Linked DNA regions of Mus musculus: region 2 is linked to region 1. A link is a contact called in public promoter capture Hi-C data. All regions are on one chromosome and are shown on one strand. Each heading gives the region's core, a stretch centred on a gene start, on an enhancer-like site or on the middle of the called end of the contact. The rest is flanking DNA. Distances are from core to core; before and after follow the strand shown. Region 1 overlaps Tnks (tankyrase, TRF1-interacting ankyrin-related ADP-ribose polymerase). Region 2 has its middle 31 kb from the start of Tnks.

The links. Capture Hi-C pulls out chosen DNA fragments and counts their contacts.
Region 2: a promoter capture Hi-C map of adipose tissue shows a contact between it and region 1. The contact joins two enhancer-like sites. A contact is called at or near these places in 1 of 115 datasets of contacts at active chromatin or transcription factors (embryonic stem cells) and 2 of 9 other capture datasets (adipose tissue and pancreatic islet).

The regions. Positions count from the first base shown.
Region 1 is chr8:34,914,826-34,921,028 of GRCm38.p6, reverse strand. It overlaps Tnks (tankyrase, TRF1-interacting ankyrin-related ADP-ribose polymerase), which reads left to right. Exons shown (of 27, transcript NM_175091.3): 3 at 2,555-2,650. Among named protein-coding and RNA genes, the nearest start is that of Tnks, 48 kb to the left of the region's middle. Within about 2 kb of position 2,323, at least 38 of the 459 cell types and tissues checked have an H3K27ac peak or open chromatin away from gene starts, as enhancers often do. A contact at or near this core is called in adipose tissue, where this site is marked.
Region 2 is chr8:34,993,770-34,999,571 of GRCm38.p6, reverse strand. No RefSeq gene overlaps it. Among named protein-coding and RNA genes, the nearest start is that of Tnks, 31 kb to the right of the region's middle. Within about 2 kb of position 3,696, at least 45 of the 459 cell types and tissues checked have an H3K27ac peak or open chromatin away from gene starts, as enhancers often do. A contact at or near this core is called in adipose tissue, where this site is marked.

The DNA of each region.
Region 1 (6,203 bases), core at 1,074-3,573:
ACAGACTTGTCCTCCCAGGGATGGGAACTCAGTTTTTTTAAGTTGAGAACTTTTGTCTTCGCCTTTAAAGAAAGCATGCTATGCTAAGCTGCTTTTTGACATGTTTGAATCACAAACATGTATCATTTGACCAGCAACCAGCATCATTGTGCTTACTCTTTGAGACTATTTATTCCTAAGTAAAATAGGAGATCAGCCCTGTGATGTGCTAGCTGAGATGACTGCTGAGTGACTGGGGGTAGGCAGCACATGCAAGTGAGTGCACTGGACAGAGTGCTGGCTGGTTCACCTCGTGGGTGGATGGAGCAGGGTACTCAGACTGGTGCATGGTGTGAGCCTTACATTTCATATTTTAGACTATGATTGGCTGAAGACAACTGAAACCATGGAGACCTGCAGCTGGTGGGAGGATGACCGCAGAAGGTCTGCAGATCTTTCTGTGTCTTCCCAAGTATGGCTTGTTTTAATACTGCAAGTGTGAAATTGCCCCAGATCTAAGGGGAGAGGTGTGAATGCTAACCTTCAGACAGCTATCCATTGTAGCAAAGCCATGGTCTTGATGGCTTATGCATCACAGAAAGAATGGCTTTATAAACAATATGACTCAGTACTTAGTAATATGAAGATCACCTTCCAAATTTCAAAAGAGTGTATGGGCTTCAGTGTAGAACTTGAGAATTACTAGTAGTGGCTCAAAGCCACTACTGGATGTTTTAAAGTGCTCGCGTATGGGTGGGGTCAGAGGGTATCCAGAGTTGCTTGTCAGGAGTGTGCTTGAGCGCGTGAGAGTGCTTGTGCTTTTGGATTCCAGAGAGGCCCCATTGAGTGTTTTCCTCAGTCACTCTCCACTGCACGTTTTGAGGCAGAGCCTCTCACTGAGCCTTTTCCTCAGTTACTCTCCACTGCACGTTTTGAGGCAGAGCCTCTCACTGAGCCCGGGATACTCTGATTTGGCTAGACTATGGCCAGCTAGTCCCAGGGATCTTTCTGTTCCACTTCCCTAGCTCTGTGTGACAGATGGATGCTGAGGATCAGAACCTGGCTCTTCATGCTTATGTAACAAGCATTTCACCAGCAGAGCCACCATTTCAGCCCTAAAACTCTTATGTAAGATGTAAGTTTCCCTCATCTAAATAAAATGCGTGAGACCTAAGTGCTTTGGCGTTCAGACCCACCCCACCTGAGGAGTTGGAATATTTGCATATATATAGCATGAGATGTTTTGAGGTTGGAATCCAGGCCTCAATGCGAGATTTATTTGTGTTTCACATATACCATGGTAAGCATACAGTCTACCAAATGAGCTACATTCTTAGCCCTCTCATTGGTTAAATCCCATGTATGTTAATGAGAGTTCTAAAATGGAAGAGTATTAGTTTAAATTTGGTTGCTTAGTGTATATTTCGCTAAAGAATGAAAATTTTTATTGCTTAGGGAAAAAAAAAACAAGCAGTGGCCAATGAGCTGGCTCAGTGGGTAAAGACACATGTCACCAGGCCTCAGGACCTGAATTTAATCCCTGGGATCAACATGTAGAAGTGATTGTCCTCTTACTTCTACATTGTGTCCCCACCCCCAGTAAATGTAGAAAAAAGTGATTCAGTATACACTTAAGTGTTCCCCTATCATGGTGTCAGAGGTGGCTATGTAGGTGCTCAGAGGATTCACTTTCCTCACCTTGAATTTCAGGTTTTTGACTAAAGATGCCTAACCTGTTCACTGTTTAAATATCAGATGGGTAGTAGCACTCCCGTGGTCTCTGGGGCTCTGCTCTTACACAGCAGTGGTTTAGTTGGCATTAGACACTTCCCAAATGCCATATCCATATTTTATCTACTGCCCACTCACTTATAGGAGGGTCTGAATCTTAAGGAGTCTCTGTAGTTTTTATGAAATACCTTTGTTACATGAATTTCAGTGATTGGGTTTTTAGTTCTAGAAATTTGATGGAGGATCATAATACAGGATAGAGTTCTTTTTTGTAGCATGGCTGCAAGAGCTGGCGTTGCACGCATTACTGTGTCTGTTAAACTTCTGGAAACAAGCCAGTGTGTCTATGGTGAGTTTCATATGTGAGCACTGAGCCACTAAAAGCCTTGCACAGGGTTACAACTCTTCTGAGAGAGGACGTGTTGGAGATTCAGCAGCGAAGCAGCAGCAGCAGCAGCAGCAGCAACAAGCAGTCACAGTGGTAGTAAAGGCAGGGCAGCTTCAGCTAGCACAGCTCACAGAGCGAGGCAGGGAACACGCACACAGCTCCCATACTGCTTCCTTGGGAGGCAAAGCAGGACCGTCCGGGGCAAGCTTCTAGTTTCATGGTTATGATGTCAAGTCATGTGATAATACTGTACCATAAGTTGCCAACTTTGCTTTACTCTAGAGAAGATCCTTTGCTGCAGTGCTTTTGTTCCCCTTTTTCTTTCATTTTTCTTTTCTTGAAAGAGAAAAAATTGTGCAATGTATGTTTATGCCTACACCATGCCGAGGCGACACTTAGCAGTAAATAATCTCTGTATCCCCGAGGTAAGATACTGTTTGTGCTTTCCCTGCACAGTGCTGCTGCAGCACGGAGCCGATCCAAACATCCGGAACACCGATGGGAAATCAGCTCTGGACCTGGCAGATCCTTCAGCAAAAGCTGTCCTCACAGGTAAGGAGCCAGCGCTAGGAGGCTGATTTTATAAGATTTTCATGCACTGAATATTTTTCCACTAATGAAGCTAAGAAAATACTAAAAATCTTATTGATTGGATGTGCATCTTATTAATTGTGTTGAGATATATACCTATATATGTATATATCATATAGATTGATATATCTTAATTTTACTGCTTATAGCACTGAGAATTACAGCATTACATCATAGTGTTTCTCATATTTTGTCAGTTTTATGGCTTACATCACAGTTTTCCTCTACCTCCTCTTCTCGGCTGGTTTTTTAAAGCCCTTCACTGTTGAGCAGACAAGGGCATTTGTGTTACTGTAAAAGTAGTTTTCATTGGGAAGACAACCTGCTGCCTTATCCCTGGGGTCAACAGCTACACTTGGGTGCTCTCCTCACCCACTTTTATATATTTCATTATATCTTTGTACTTTTTACCCTGATAGCCAAGTTTTTTAGATTGGGGTAATATATTGTCTTTCTACTTCTGTAATGCAGATTTGGGGCTTATTAATTTTATAAAAGTAAATGCCAAGAACCATCACAGAGGAGACCCTGAGGGTAGAGAGCACCCTTCGTCATGGTCGGCAAGATTATGTTTAACGGCTAGATTTTGAGCTGCTGTTCTCATTGATCTTCGTTCTCAGTGCTGCATTGGCTCTGTTTGGTTTTGTTCTCAGCATACCGGTCCTGCTGCCTTTGCCCTCCTTTACTCTGTGATGTGGAGCCTCCTAGTCACTGCACTGCTAACAGTGCTGTTATAGATTGTGTAGAAGAGAGCTTTAACTGTGTTTAAGTTATCAATCTGCTGTGCACTCTTAATAGAGATTGTGAAGTGAATAGAAGGCATTTATGTACAGAAAGCTTTAAAAATATATGGAATTTTGCTTAATTACTCTACGTGGAACGACAACTTCCCACTGTGCTAAAATTAATATAATCACTGCTAAATCAGAGTAATCTGATATTTCTCAATTAATTAAAGATGAAATGAGTTGCTACATGAGGAGAGCATATACCAGAGGAATAAAGCTTTTTAAATCAGTGGAGATAAAGTTACTGCACAGTTTTAAATGATGAAATCGGGCCTACCTGATTTGTCTCTGACCTGCCTGGTCCTGAAACCTTCAGTCTCTTATTAAACAGTCATGTGCAACAGAATAGCAGCCTTCCGTGGTCTCTGGCCGGAGGAGAAAGACAGTATAGAAACAGCTCCTCTCATAGCTGCTATAGTATGTGCCAAGGGCTAAGCAAGACTGTATTTCTGAGTGTCCTCCCCCTGACCTTTCCTCTTCTCCGGCTCTCTGCCTGCCTGTCTATTTGTTAGGTGCATTTAATGCGTCATTGCCTGTAGGACTGTTTGAAAGACATAGGTTTAGATATAAGCCACTAACCGTAAGAAGCTGTCTCCTAATTTTCACTGCAGGTCAGAGAAGATCATTTTAGGGTACAGCTTTGGCATGCTTGCTTGAAGAGGCTGGAGTATGGTGGAGGACAGATAGCATATTTGATTTGAACACTGTCTAGCATTGCACTCTGCTTAGATGGAAAGATTCTAGTTTTCTGTATTTTGCTACTAATATTTAACTGCTGCTTGCACTGTTTTTTCTAAAAATATTTTTGAGGCAACTTTTCTTTCAGTTGTGGTTTAAGGAAAAAAGTTTAGAATAATAGTTCCCTTGGAAATATAAACTGTCCTCCTACTGCACATTCATTCTATGACATACATTAAGCAAACACTCAGGTGAGCTGTTTCAGAGTGGTTTTCTGCCCGTATGTGCTTGTTACTGAGGAATTCTTTCTGATGCAGTTACGATGGAAATATTATTTCTCAAACTACATTTTAGAAAATTAAGCATTGGTTTTACAAAGGGAAGAAGGCTCAGCGCGACCCACTCTTGTCTAGTAAATGCAAAGCTCACGTTCAGTCCTCCTCACACTGTCCTGAAGGGGAGGGAGGCTCTTGAAGGGGCGTCTTAGAGGTGTTAGGCTCACTCCAAGTCTCATTCTTACTCCAGAGGAGTTGCAGTGCTATTATATAACTTGAGAGTGATTTTCTTTCTTTAATTTCTCTGTGGATATTTAGGTGCTGAAGATCTGATAGTCTATCATTTATGTTACAAATTTGCTACATGAGCCAAACGATGCGCAGGTATACCTTAAAGCAAATGAACAAAGAGTAAATCTCTTTTTATAGAACATTAACGGTGTGTGTGTGATTGATTTTTTTTTTTAAAATATAAAGACTGCTGTAAAAAGCACACAGACTGTCAGTAGGACAGTTGACCATCACCACATAGCCTTTGCTTTGTATAGTCCCATTAGACATCTGAAAGAGAAGGCTAATTGGAAAGACTGGTTCAAATATTTGCTGAACTATTTGAGTGAATGATAAAGTTTATAGAAGTCTAAAAGATTTTAGCTTTTGTTAATTACCTGTGTTCTAGGTAATCAGGTGGGGGGCTTGGGAACAGTTTGTGTGTTTTCTGTGTTGGTTTTTAGAACAAGAATATAAAATGTCAAAGTATATGTAAATATTATTGAACAAGATATTTGTTGTGTTATAATTTTGGATTTTTAAAAGTAACAGTTTGGACTTTTTCTGTTTATAAAAAATATGTTCGGAAATAGAGGGAGATAAGAAAAACACAAAAAAGAAAGATCATAATTTACCCTTAGAGATGGCATTGATATACTTTGTATAGCCTTACCTTTTCTACCATAATATAGCAATATATGTTACGTAGTACTGAACGAAATATGTACATAGGCATTTGTTTGTGTTTTGCTAATGATTGACATTCATACATAATATGCAATATTTGATTTAATAGTGTAGATATATGCTTCTGTGGCCTGGGCTTTGTGCATTATATACAAGCACTCTATAGACCCTATTTTTAGCCTTTATTCATCTTTGTGACTCTGAGATCATCAGTTTCACCAAAATTGTGCTTCTTTACCGTATTTGGGCTTAGCACATAGAAATGGATGTTTCTGTCCTTGACTTGGATGTATTTAAAGCTTTGTTTGTATTGCATGAGGTATAATTATGGGAACGCCTAAATGTGTTAAAAAGGCATTATTAGCCAGGCAGTTGTGGTGCACACCTTTAATCTTAGCACTCAGGAGGCAGAGACAAGGCAGATTTTTGTGAGTTCGAGACTAGCTACAGAGTAAGTTTCAAGACAGCCAGGGCCACACAAACCCTGTCTGGAAAAATCATAAAAGGAAAAGACATTGTTTCTTAGTAGGACTAAGGAGGATTTCTCCCCCCCCCCCCCATATAAAGTAAAATCCCTGGGGCATCATGGATAGGATAGAGGGTGTCAATGGGCTGAATCAGGCTAGGTGAAAACTGGCTAAGACTGAGAGTTTTAGGGAAGGATAGATGGCCCAAGAAATGCTGATCTTTGGCAAGATCAATGATAATTAGAATATGAACTATGTGTGTTTCTATGGTCAGAAAGTTGGCCTGGAAATTGGCTCTAGTACCTTCCTACTTGATATTGAGAAACAAAAGTAAGGAAAAAGGATATTT
Region 2 (5,802 bases), core at 2,447-4,946, 77 kb before region 1:
CAGATTAGTTTACTCTGTAGGATTCCTTGTGGTGTCTTTGACCCCTCCTGCTCCTTCAGTCCATCTCCTACTCATCCACAAGACTCCCCAACCTCTGCCTGATGTCTGGCTGTGGGTCTCTCCATCTGTTTCCATCTGCTGATGAATGAGACCTCTCAGGGGTCAGTTATGCTAGGTTCCCACCTGCAAGCAGAGCAGAGTTTCATAAATAATCTCAGGGATTGGTTCTCATATAGGGTGTGTCTCAAACTGGGATGGTCATTGGTTGGCCCTCACCTCAATCTCTGCTCCCTCTTTATACCTGTGCATCTTGTACGCAGGACAAATTTTCGGTCATAGGTTTTGTGGGTGGGTTAATGTCCCCTCCTCCCTCCGCTGGAAATCCCACCTGGCTACAGAAGGTGGCTACTTCAATCTCCATATCCAAAACAAGAACTTTTATTATAAAAAAATTTAATTACCTTTGAGAATATCATATATGCATACAATGTATTTTAATCACATCTACCCCCAAGACTCCTCAACAAGTCTCCCACCTAACTTCCTTTCCTTTTCTTTCCTTTTTCTTTTAAATAATCTACCAAATGCCAACGAATCTTGCACACATGAGCATGTGGGGTCCCTCACAATGGCATGGGCAACCTACTAATGGCCAGCCCCCGAAGAAAAAAGGACAGTAATATCAAATTATTAAGCTTAATTTTCTTATTGTGATTAAATAGCATAAAATTTGCCAGTCCTTTTTTGACAACTACTTGGTGGCATTAGGTATAGTCACATGCTGCCAGCCAGCCAGTGGTGACATACGCCTTTAATTCCAGCACTTGGGAGGCAGAAGCAAGCAAATCTCTGAGTTTGAGGCCAGCCTGGCCAACAAAGCAAGTTCCAGGTCAGCCAGGGCTATACAGAGAAACTCTGTCTCAAAGTAAACAAACAAACAAACAACTAATAAATAAAAAAAAAATAAAAGTATGATCACAATGTTCTGTGAACTGTTGTTGATTTCCAGAACTTCTTTTGTTTGTTTGTTTGTTTGTTTTTCAAGATAGGGTTTCTCTGTGCAGTCCAGGCTGTCCTAGAACTCACTCTGTAGACCAAGTTGGCCTCAAACTCAGAAATCCACCTGCCTCTGCCTCCCAAGTGCTGGGATTACAAGCATACACCACCACTGCCCGGCGCTTTCCAGAACTTATTATCATCCTCCATATAAAACTTGTACCATTAAAATATAATTTTTTAATCCTCTGTTGTGCCCATCATCAGTCTCTGAGAGTCTCTAGTTGACCTTCTGTCTCATGAATATACCTATACTAGTTACCTTGTATAAGCAGAATTAACAATATTTATCCTTTCCCAATTGGCTGATTTCACCTAGTAAAACAGACTCAACTTTCTTCCTTGTTGTAGTATGTATTAGACTTCTCTGTCTCTGTCTCTCCCCCTCTCTATCTCTCTGTCTCTGTCTCTCTGTGTGTGTCTCTCTCTTTCTCTCTCTGTCTCTCTCGGTCTGTTTCTCTGTCTCTCTCTCTCTCTGTCCCTGTCTCTGTCTCTTTCTTAGACAGAATCTCTTTACACAGCCCTGGCTGTCCTGCAACAACTCTATATACAGAGCAGACGGATCTCTAAATCACAGAGATCCACCTGCCTCTTCCTCTGGAGTGCTGAAATTAAAGGCATGTGCCACCTTGCCTGGTTTCCTTTTTTTTTTAAGCTAAATAATATTTTGTTTTGGTTATTAGTTCTCCTATTAATAGTCAATTGAATAATGAATATATTTTGACCCCTGTAAAGATCACCTTTATAAATATTAGTGTATAAGTATCTATTTGAGCCCCTGTTCTCATTTCTTATCAGGAGAGATACTAAAAGTAGAATTGCTGTACTATATGGTAATTCTATGTATAACTTTTTAGCAATCACAATAACCTTTTCCTTCATAACTGTAACTTCATAACCATTTTACATTCCCATCAGCAATGACAAAGCTCCACTTTATACCTTCAGCTTCACTGCATCTCTCTCTCTCTGCAGGTGTGTATGTTTGTGTTTATTTATAATATCTATCCTAGGGTTGGAGAGATGGATTCTTCATTAAAGGCTAGGCTCACAACCAAAAATATAATATTTATCCCAATGGTCTTAATGTGGTATCTTCTTGTGGGTTTGATTTTTATTTCCCTAATGGCTAGTGACATTAAATATCTTTCATCCGTTTATTGGCCATTCACACAGCTTCTTTGAAAAATATTCTATTCAAATCCATTGCTAGTTTTCTAATAGGGTTCTTTGTTTCAAAGTATCTATATTCTCTCTGTGTCTTTCTCTGTGTGTCCCTGCAATGTATGTGTGGAAAACAAGTTTGCAGCATTGATTCTTTTCTGCCTTTATGTGAGTCCTGGGAGTTGAACTCAGGTCTCCAGACTTGCCTGCTGGCTGCCCAGAATCTATATTCATACCAGAATCCCAGGTGACATAGTGGACTATTATTGGCCTTGAGATGACACTGTAAGAATCACTGTTTTGTTTTCTAGGATTTTGATATATTGCCTTTTTTCCTGTGAAGAGCAACAGGGGAACAAAGGATGCCCTGAAAACAGAGCAAAATCAATCAAACAAACAAACAGAGCCCAGGTTGAACTCCCCAGCATCCTTAGAATCTATATAGCCTTATCTATATGTGTTACAGTGCACTGGAGATGGTAATCCTTCTACAGCTGGCCATGGAAGGATGCTAACACTGAATCAAAGATTTGAGAAGCATCTATTTCTGAATCATCATGGAGCCTCAAAGCTCCTGACTGGCAGGAATCATTTTTATACACATGATTTATTTAAAGAGAATAATTATCTTAAGGCAGTCTCGCTGTTCGGCCTGATTTAAAAGAACCATTATTGGCCATGTGAATATGTAATTAACATGATTTATTTGTCAAGTGCTGAACATAGGTAAATTTCCTACATTTTTATTGAGTTTGAGAAGTTAATTAGTATGCCTATTAAGCAAAACTCAAAGAACATTATACATGAAGTATTTCCTTATAATTCAAATAAACCGATTTCAAAACCTATCGAGCTATAAATTCTATTCAATAGTTCCCAATCATAGTTCCCTTGTACTTATCTTTAACAGTAAAAAGCTTCTATGTCTATTGAGATATCTCATGACCATTCTTGCTGAATGTACATAATTAAACTTGTTTTTTGTGAAAATCTGTGGAAATAAAATTTGCTTGATCATTAGTACTTGGAATTTATGTAAGCCCTCATTTGTCTAGCCTTCCCTTTCCGCTGGTTGCTTTTGAGCTCTTCTCACGGTGTTCAGCATGTGGTTTATTTTTGTTGTGCCTTTTGACATGTTTCAGTGGGACAAAGACCTTAGATGGACTCTTGTCATAGCTGGTGCTTGGTGTCCCCAGAGTCAGTGTGACTCGTGGAATTCATTACCCAACCACAGTCGCAGCTCCATTTGTGAGAGCCAAAAAAGATAAGGACCAAATCCAGCAAAGGCAAAAGAAAAAAGTCACATGGGCAGGCAGTGCAAGCTTTCCCAGGGTCTTTTCCCAGCAGAACCTCACAGAACGTGCTGAGTCCACCCCCGCCCCCACCCGTGTCGCTAGAGCTGGGACAATACTTGTGAAGGTTATCAGCAAGTCAAGCTCTGATTAGAGATCCCTTGCCAAGGCTTTTCACTGGAGGCTAGCTAAATACACAGCCTCTGTCTGCTACATAGCAGATTCCAGACTCCCAGGAGGAAAGTGTGTATTCAGCACTGGGGTAGTTGATTCTATTTTCTTGGCTGGGCTACAGGGCCCAGGTAGTTGGTCAAACATTACTCTGGATACTTCAGTGAGGGTGTTTCTTTTTAGATGAGATCTATATTTAATTCTATAGACTTTTGAGTGAAGCAGATCATCTTCCCAGTGTACGTAGTAGGCCTCATGCAATCATTTTAAAAACTTGAAAGACTGGCCTCTGACTAGGAGCTGGTAGATGGCCTTTGGACTTGAACACCAGCATTGGCTCTGCCTGTGTCTCCGAGATCATGGGCATCCTTAAGATCCTGAACTTGCCAGACCATAATCGTGTCTACACTCTCCCTTCTCCCATCCCACACCCACACCCTATTGCTTGTCTCTGTCAAGAACACTTGATGAATATAAGCAGGAACTTTATTGTCTGTACAAAAAATTTAGGCACACAGAGCGACTCTGATCAATGGATGAGGGAGAAACCTTGGTATCTAAATTCCCAGATGTCAGTCAAAGGCCAAGCTTGCAAGTACAACTTTCCAAGGCTCTCTGTAGCCGTCCAGCAGCCATGGATGAACTGGCTACCTGAAAGAGCGGGGGTTGGGGGGGAGCGCTGAAAATGAAAAAGGAATGGGACGCGAGAGAAGAATGAAGCCAAGACCAAGTTTCTGATCAAGGCTCAAAGTTTAATTTTCATCACTGCGTTTATATAGGGAAAGCCCACAGACCCCCATCCTTTGTTTCAGCTGGATTATGTTGCAAACCAAGCTCATTGGGCAGGTGGCTCCTGTAGGAAACTGCAAATACAATGAGGCCAGAGACTCCAGCTAAGTTGTAAAACCATTGTGGGTGGATTTAGCCTTCTCAACAAGCACGCGAGGGGGGTGGGGGGCAGCAGTCCAGGCTTGCTACATTCACTCTTTTCTCTATGAACTCGCACATCATACATTTTATAAACCATAGGAAGTACCCATTTTAGAAAGGGATGGAGAGAGAGAGAAAGTTTTCTTATCTCTGGTAGATCCTTGTCCACACACACCCGGATTCTTTTTGGTTCCCAGTGAGTCTTGTTACTTTTGAAACCACAGACAAGCTAATCTGTTTCACATGCCATCTTTCTAATCTGTCTTAACAACAGAATTATGCCCAAATAAAGAACTTAATGTCAAAATGTGCCAATCTGTCTTCATCGGCGGAAGCCTTGTGCTGTTGCACAGGTTCCGCCCTGTGACTTTTCATCAGACAACACATCTTTTTTTTCTCTTAACTTCACAAGAGATTCCATGCATGGATGGGCCCCGAGAGCTGAAGCATGACAAGAGCTTGCACCCAAGGACTCAGCAGAATGAAAGTTGCCTGACAGCAGTTCCTTCAGGACTGCGCTATGTGCCTGGAAGCCATCAACAGTGAAGATGCCCCTGGGAAGGAAAAATGGAATTTTCCAGCAGTAGCCTGTACTCTCAGAATCTGTTTACTCAAATGACTCTAGATAAGGGGCAGACAGGGGCGGGGGCGGGAGACATATTTTGGTTTTGACATAACATACTTTCATTTTTTTCTCCCTTCCAAACTTCAACAGTATTTTAATTAGCCTTTCTAGTCGTCTCTTCCTCCATTCCAACGTATTGCTGCAAGGATTTATCTAGAAACAGGGATCTGGTCGTATTGCTTCATTCAAACCATCAGCTCTCTCCACGGCCCGATGAATAGATTCTTAGGTTCTTGGCACGGCACCGAGAGAATTTCACAGTTCACTTTGAATGTACCTTCCCAAATATATTTAGCTAACTGCCTATCAAGGTAAGCCAGCCACCATTCCCTGTTGATGGAAAATTTGAGGGTGTGAGATTCTAAAGTTCTGTGGGTTTCTGAGTCCCTCTCTCATCAAATTTTCCATGTAACTTTTTCTTGAAATATACCGACAGAGGAGCGTACAAGCCATGGCTGCACAGCTTAATGTGCAAACTAAGTGTGCCCGTGTGCCCACATGTCAATCAGTAAATGAAGCAGCACTGGCACCCTCACCCCAGTCACTCCCTGCTCCCCTCCTTGT